2 separate regions of the Bos taurus genome follow, and region 2 is linked to region 1. The links are chromatin contacts, called in public Hi-C maps. All regions are on one chromosome and are shown on one strand. Each heading gives the region's core, a stretch centred on a gene start, on an enhancer-like site or on the middle of the called end of the contact. The rest is flanking DNA. Distances are from core to core; before and after follow the strand shown. Region 1 holds the start of VPS26C (VPS26 endosomal protein sorting factor C). Region 2 has its middle 58 kb from the start of DYRK1A.

Region 1 (3,836 bases), core at 739-3,238:
AGGGATAGAAGAGATTCAAAAGAGCAGTGACTGGAGGAAAAAAAAAAAAAGACTGTTCTTTTCGGAAGCCATCACACTGAGAGGAGTTTAACAAACTGATTATACTGATAATTGCTGGAACTAGAGCACTTTTTGGCACCCCACTCCACTACTCTTGCCTGGAAAATCCCATGGTCGGAGGAAGGAGTCGGTCATGACTGACCGACTTCACTTTCCCTTTTCACTTTCATGCATTGGAGAAGGAAATGGCAACCCACTCCAGTATTCTTGCCTGGAGAATCCCAGGGATGGGGGAGCCTGGTGGGCTGCCGTCTATGGGGTCTCACAGAGTCGGACACGACTGAAGCGACTTGGCAGCAGCAGCAGCAGCAGTATTCGGTGAAGATCGTGTTCAACCGACACAGATGAGTGAAATACAGTACACTTGTCCTCTATGAACCAGAAATGTTGAGTTGCGATAAAGCAGGTTTGCTGAAGCAAACAAGTCTAGAATGTGTATCCCTTTGATTTCCTGTACTGTCTACTGGGATTAACGTTTTACCATTTGGAAATGATGGTGAGACTAGCAGAGAAGGACCCACTTCTTGAATTGCAAATAGACTAGACAGTGATTAGTAAGTCCCTAATCAATTGTTTTTAGAATTGCTGAGTTTGAGCTGCAAGGGAAGTTACCCTAGACCGCAACGGAAGCCGTTGGGGGCAGAGAGGAGCTGAAAACTGAGATCTGAACATTGGGAAATACCTGTTATCAACCTTCAAAAGCAACTGTAGCTATAGCACCATCAAGGTTGTCCTAGAAAACACCTTACATTCTCATGAGAAGTACTCGTGAGAGTGAGTCAGGAAACCGTTTTAAAGAAAAACTCACATAATCCTAAAAGTAACGCACTTTAAGAAAAAAAGAAAATCGGAATCTCAGAGTCTTAAAAATCAAAAAGCACTTCCTCGCTGTATTAAGTCAGGGACCATAACAATTAAAAATATGCCTCTCTTATTGGAAAGTCCCCTGTTTAAAACCTTGACAAGGAATTTTATTTCAATAAAAGTAGTCGGCTGCTCCGCCTGGAAGCAGTCCTTCCGGAAAGCCATACGTTTCTTGTGTCCAGGTGAGTGGGCTCTTGCTGAGAATAAAAAGACTAGGTAGGACCCTCTCAGTTTCGAGGTTATACATTTCCACGCACCGCCGAGACGCGAGGCCTACGATCCGCGCCTCTTCACACTCTGCGCATGAATATGAATATTCAACGCCTCGTCCCAGGGCGCGCGTCGGTGAGAGTACCCACAAGCCCCCGCGGCCCGGCGGGGCGGGGCCAGGCCGCCCGCGCTCCCTCAAGACCTTGGTGCCCGCCGGCGGGGGGTGTCGGGGAAGCCCGCCCATCAGCGCTTTGCAGGTCGGGAGCGCGGGGCTGTGGAAAGGGCAAGGAAGACCGCCTCGCCGAGGACGGACACAAAGCCTATGTCCTCAGCGCCGCTGGAAGAAAGCGGGAGGGTGGGAGGACTAGAGGCAACTAGAGGAAGGGATTAGAAGAGAAGGCAGTCTCCATTATCACCTCCTTGAAGGCAACGCAATACCGTAGCGCCGCTTCGCGCCGCACAGCCTGATGGGAGCCTCAGCCTGCGGGCACAGGCTGCGCCCTCGGCGCGTCCCGGCCCCGCCCCCCCGCGGGGCACGCCGGGAGAGCCGAGTTTACTCCCTCCGCCTGGTCAACGGGCGAGAAGAGGCATTTCCGGCGTCAAGACTGGTCTTTACGGAAGGGGTGGGGTTTCCTCGTTCCCGCCCCTCACGCCCGGGGGAGGCCGGGCCAAGAGTGACAGTCCTCGACCCACGCTAAGGCCCGCCCCTGCGCCGGAAAGAAGAAGGGTGGGGGGAGGGGGAGAGTCGCACTGGCCGCGGGGGCAGGGTCACGTGACGCAGCTGCGGGCGGGGAGAAGGGGCGGGGCCCCGGGCGGAGAGGCGGGGCGAGCCCTCCCCGCCTTTCGATCACGCGCGGCAGGAAGTGGTGCGCGAAGCGGAGTATTCACGATGGGGACCACCCTGGACATTAAGATTAAAAGAGCGAACAAGGTTTATCACGCTGGGGTAAGTGGGGGGGTGGGGTGGGCCTTCAGGTTCTGTGGTCTCCCCGGGTCTGGCACACTTCGGAGTTTCCCTGGGCGGGTGCGTCCGGGTCAGGTGGGAGCAGACAGGTGCATCCTCCGCCAGGTGCGGCCCCCTCCAGGTGCATCTCGCTTGCGCGGCTGGCTGCTCTGCAGCGGCGTCCGCTGGGGTTGCCGCCGCGGTGGGGGGGCGTGCAGGGCCCCTGGGCTGCAGCGCGCAACCGTCTGGCCCCTTGGACATCCAGCCCGGCCGGGGTCTTGAGCTGTGAATTCGCACTGCGGTCCGAGGAGCTCAACCATCAGACTATCCTTTTCTCGCTTGTAAGAGGAATGCAAAGGTCTAGGGCCAGAAAGGCAGCTGTAACCTTGGAAGCAGAAATACACTCTGTAGGCCGAACAAAAGTTACTCGTTTTTCTGGTTTTGGGGACGGAAGGAATTGCATTTTAAAATGCAAATTAAAAAAAAATCTTAACGGTGCCATGAACAAGTTTTGTGCCATAGCCTCTTAATCTCCTCGGGCGCCAGTTTCCTTATTTGCCAAAGGAGAATGCAAGGTTTTTCTCCCTCTAACTCGGGCAGTCTCAACCCTTACTGTAACTAAATCAGAATCCATCGCTCTGGAATATACGCTGACCGGGGTTTCATACCTAGAGCCCCCTGTGATTCTGGCCGCTGTGCAGCCGGGTTGAAATCGCAGCCAACTCTCTTGAGTATGTGTAATAAAATTGAGAGGAATGGTTGGTCACGTGAATGCAGCGAGGGCTCAAAAGGGATGCTTAAAGCCTTTGGGGGCAAGACCATTGAGGAAACTTCATGTTTACACAGATGCAAGATAATTTAGTCATCTCCAGATTATTAATTACAGAGGGAAGAAGCTACGTTTATAGTGCAGGAATCTGATAGTCCCTGTCCTAACCAAGACCTGCGGTGAACCACCTTACCGCCACAGTTGACGCGTTCTGGCACAATAATAGAGGATTCTGGTAGGGAGGACTGAAGACACGACCCAGCTGTGTGGTGTTCTGCCGAAAATGCCTAACTGCACTTAGTTCACAGGGAAATAGGCATGTTCACAATTGAGAAACATTCTGTCCATTTATTGGCCTGGATTCTTCAAATGTGTCAGTGTCATTAAAAGGACAGGACATTTTTTTTAAGATTCAAGAGATGACAGGGATATAACAACCAAATGTGATACCTAATTTTTGATAAATTTGAATATGGGGTATATGTTAAATAAGAGCTTTAAATTCCCCCAGTCTAATGTTCATATTTCGGTTATGTGGGCAACTGCTCTACCTGCTGAAGTATTTAGGAGTGAAGTGTAATAATAACTAAATTTTAAATGGCCTGGTCATAAATTGTGTGTGTGTGTGCGCGCGGGCACATGCATGTGGGGAGAAAGAAAGCAACAGAGAAAGAAAGCCAACATACTAACAGTTGCTGACTCTGCTTGAAAGCCTTATGGGTCTAATTTGATGTCTTAAAAAAAAAAAAGGCTTTATTGAGATCTAATACCATAAAATTCACTCTTTAAAGTGTATAATTGAGTGGTTTTAATATACTCAAGTTGTGCAACCATCACACCTGTCTAATCTTAGAACATTTTTATCACCCCTCCCCAGAAGAAACACCACACCCAGAATCCATCATTCCTCATTCCCTCTCTCTCTTAGACCCAGGCAATCACAGACCTGTTTTCTGTCTCAATGGATTTGCCTAATTAGGACATGGTCAT
Region 2 (3,836 bases), core at 723-3,222, 63 kb before region 1:
AGAGGGAAACGGTCTCTTCCGGTCTTAAAATGGATAGAATTTCTCTAGTGCCAGGGGAAAGATTGTTGCAGTCGGCAAAGTTGGAAGAAGAAAATTCCACTGAAGAGATACAGTAATGTTAGTGATTACCATGGATCTAGTTTTATTTTATCAATGTTTCTCAGACCAGTGTTCCTACAGGGTCCACAGCTCACCTCAAGTACCTCCAGTATGAAAAACTATAAATTAGGTCATGTTCATCAGACAAAATTTTTAGCTTCTATATTCCAAATGCAAAAATAACAGCCTTCCACCTGCTTGTGCTGTTAGCAGCTTAAGGGCACGGTCAAGCACTAAAAATATTCGTGACGGGCAACAAACATGCCTATCCTTTCCCTCATCTGAAAGCACCTTCAGAGTTTTAAAAGCAAAAACTATTTATTATGTTTCCTTTTTAAATCTATAACACAAAGTATGTAAAGAATAAGACAGAAGGAGCCACTAATCCCATTATAATGACTGTTAATTTTAAAAATAAAAACAATCCAAGAGACTTCCCTGCTGGTGCAGTCACTAAGATTCCACACTCCCAATGCAGGGGGCCCAGGTTCGATTCCTGGTCAGCGAACTTAGTCCTGCATGCCGCAGCTAAAAGACCCATATGCTGCAACAAAGATGGAAGGTCTGGCGTGCCACAACTAAGACCCAGTGTAGCCAAATAAATACAAACTTTTAAATGAATAAATAAAAACAATTCAAGCATATGGTTTGAAAATTCAAACTGAACAGAAAAGAATGAAATAAAGACTAAAAGCCCCTCCCAGCTTCTGGGCTTGTTCCTCCTTCACCCTCTTTCTCGGGCCTATAGAGGACAGTTTCTCAAATTCAGGTTCCTATCGCTGTCAAAAGCCTAAAGGACTCTCACTGCTTTGGGGATAACATTCCTCGCCCTCAGTCTGTCACCCAGTCCTTTCATGAGCTGATCCCTCAGGCCTCCTTGGCACAAGCTTTCCCAAGAGAGGCCCCCAGAACAGCGTTCTCCCCCCAGAAGCTCTCCTCCTGACATCAAAGCATTTCTCTTCTTGCACTTCCCTTGTAGGTTTCCTTTTCCATCTGCCAAGAGGAAAGGAAGTCCTTTAAGGGCAGAGACCTAGCTCACTTGTCTTTTTTTTTTTTTTTGACCCCCCAGTGCTTAGCATATACTGGGAGCCAAGTCAATGCTTTTGGAAGAATGGAGTCACCATGGAATTGCGAAACAGCAAAAGCTGGTTCAGGCAGGCAAGCAGCTGGAACCAGGAAATGGTTAAAGGCAGGAGGAATCCACTTCACTCTGGGCTGGTCGCCATCTGCTTCCGGCCTTCCTGTCCCTCCCACGGTGGACGGTGGACGCAGGCTTCCTGCAGACTGGGAGGGGGTCTGAGCGGGAGAGTCAGAAACCCAGCAGTGAAGGGGCTCCCTGAGCCCCATATGAGGGCGTTCAGAAAAGTGGGTCAGTATCGAGGGACTTCTGACTCGCTTTGTGAGAAAGACCAGGTAGGCGGGGCCCCTGGGAGTGCAGCGGGGAGTTTGCTCCCCAGAAGATGTGGCTGGGCCTCTCCTGGAACCAAAAGGGAACCGACAGTTCGTTCCAGGTCACCCAGCCCGAGAGGCTTAAGAGGAAGGCAAGATTTCACGGTGGGCGCTAGACACAGGAGTACGTTCCTGGGCTATGTGCTTTCCAGCTAGGCAAGTAGAGCGGAGGCTCCAAGGTCAGCATTCCAGGGGTCTGAGCCGACAGGGTCGCAGGTGTATATGAGACAGAGGCCTAACTTGGCAGGTACGTTCATTCTGACTGCCAGGGATGGGGGCCTGTCCCGAGCAGAAGGCCCGGGAGACCTCGCGGAATCAACCCTAGGATGTGAGAGCCGCCCTTGCCTGCCCGTCACACCCGATGGTGAAGTCGCTGCCGTGGAGTCGAAAGGATGCCCAGGACACCTTCCCTGTTAGCTGCACCGTGACATTCTGTTCGCATTAGTCACTGGGGACATTTTCATTTTCTTGCAGAGGAGCACGGTACAGGCAAAGTCCTGTGAGCTTGGATTTTCAAGAAGGGACTGGTGACCTTAATACAGTAACAATAGCAACAGGGAAAGAGAGTGATTGCAGAGACAGTGAACGGGGGCATTCCCACTGCCTCCCAGAGGCAGGACTTGGGTGGTTTACTTAACCTCTCTGAACTTGTTCTTTTGTTTTCTTTATTTATTTTGGCCACACCGTGCATGTGGGATCTTAGTTCCCCGACCAGGGATTGAACTTGTGCCCCCTGCAGTGGAAGCCCAGAGTCCTAACCTAACTGGACCTCCAGGGAATTCCGTGTTCTCTCATTTTAAAAGGAGGATTCTTTCTAATACTTTGTGAACTATAAATCATTATGTAAATATTGGCCCTGATATAAATAATAATAAATAAGAAGAGATTTTCCTGCAAATGTTTGTTTTTGAAGCTCTTTCTAAGATGTCCCTTTCAAAAAATAATAAATTACTTCTGTGTTTTCAAAACTCTCAGGTCCTCCTGCTGTAAACGTAAGTGATTTTTAGCCTATGTTAAAACGTATTTATGAGCTGGAAACATACTACCTCCTGAAACGTTGCTGTTGTTCGGTCGCTCAGTTGTGTCTGACTCTTTGCAACTCCATGGACTACATCAAGTCATCATGCCAGGCTTCCCTGTCCTTCACCATCTCCCGGAGCTTGCTCAAACTCATGTCCACTGAGTCAGTGATGCCATCCAGCCATCTCATCCTCTGTCGTCCCCTTCTCCTCCTGCCTTCAACTTCCCTGAACTGTACACACCATGAATTGATTGCCCCACACTTTCCACCCACTCTTTCTAAATTGTACCTTTTGGGACTACACAGACCAAGTTCCCTCAAAGTACCAACCTTCAAATAGTGGAGGAAAGCTATGATTTTCCCACTTGAATCTCGTCTTTCTCAGGCTAAATGTCTCCTTCTCTTTCCACACTTGCCCCGGTCAACCCACCACTCTCTGAGTGATTCCCCTCAAGGTCATCCGTAAGTTGAACTGTTGGAAACACCTGACTATCCAGCAGTGGAGGCTCAACTAAAACACGTCACAAATCACGTCAAAATAGGATGCAGAATAAAAGAAGAGATAAAGCGGTAGATTCAGTATGATTTAAGTGTTGTAATTAAAACTTTATATTGTTATATGTTAAAATAAAGTTTTGTAATATTTGTCACAGGGCGGAACAATGGTAGGTGATATTTCTCTTGTTTGTACCTTTTTTCAAATTTTCTAGAATGAATTACTGGTAATTAGGAGAAAAAAAAAAAACAGACCCTACGTCCCTATAGTTTTTAACCTAACGGCCCAGGTTCTAAATCTTGGGAATATCATAAAATAGGCTTCTTACCACATATCATTTCAGAGATAAGTGTGTAGCAAGAAGACCAGAATACCAGGAGCCTAGCAGACATCCAACAAGTGTTTGTTTCCTTCTTTACATCCCTAAGTTATTGAGGACTATTCTCATATACTCCTTTCTCATTAAAATTTCCTTCACCTCTGTCCTATGGCTGGATTTCTAATCCATATTCCAAGAGACACTCACTGTACCTCCAGCTCTGTGCAAGCTGTTGATTGAGCTGGGAGGGGGGCAGGTCTCTGATAGACACCAGCTCAAAGAACAAGAAAGAAAAAACTGGACATTTCCTTAATACCCACTTTAGGGCGGAAATGCAGTTAGAGTCGATCATGTAAGTGAAGGAAGCGGGGGAGACACCATCAAGTCAGTGTTCCACTGGTTATTCAACAGGACGATGGCAAAACCATCAGGCGACAAATACTGTCTCTTGC

What was found. Hi-C and Micro-C count contacts between places; a contact is called where the count stands out from the background.
Region 2: a Hi-C map of an unstated tissue shows a contact between it and region 1, with 2.9 times the contacts expected there. The contact joins the enhancer-like site here to the promoter of VPS26C in region 1. A contact is called at or near these places in 2 of 11 Hi-C or Micro-C datasets (skeletal muscle and an unstated tissue).

The regions. Positions count from the first base shown.
Region 1 is chr1:149,494,044-149,497,879 of ARS-UCD2.0, reverse strand. VPS26C (VPS26 endosomal protein sorting factor C) reads left to right here and starts at 1,988. Exons shown (of 8, transcript NM_001040510.2): 1 at 1,988-2,080. The coding sequence starts at 2,024.
Region 2 is chr1:149,557,282-149,561,117 of ARS-UCD2.0, reverse strand. No RefSeq gene overlaps it. Among named protein-coding and RNA genes, the nearest start is that of DYRK1A, 58 kb to the left of the region's middle. Within about 2 kb of position 1,972, at least 49 of the 102 cell types and tissues checked have an H3K27ac peak or open chromatin away from gene starts, as enhancers often do. A contact at or near this core is called in skeletal muscle, where this site is marked.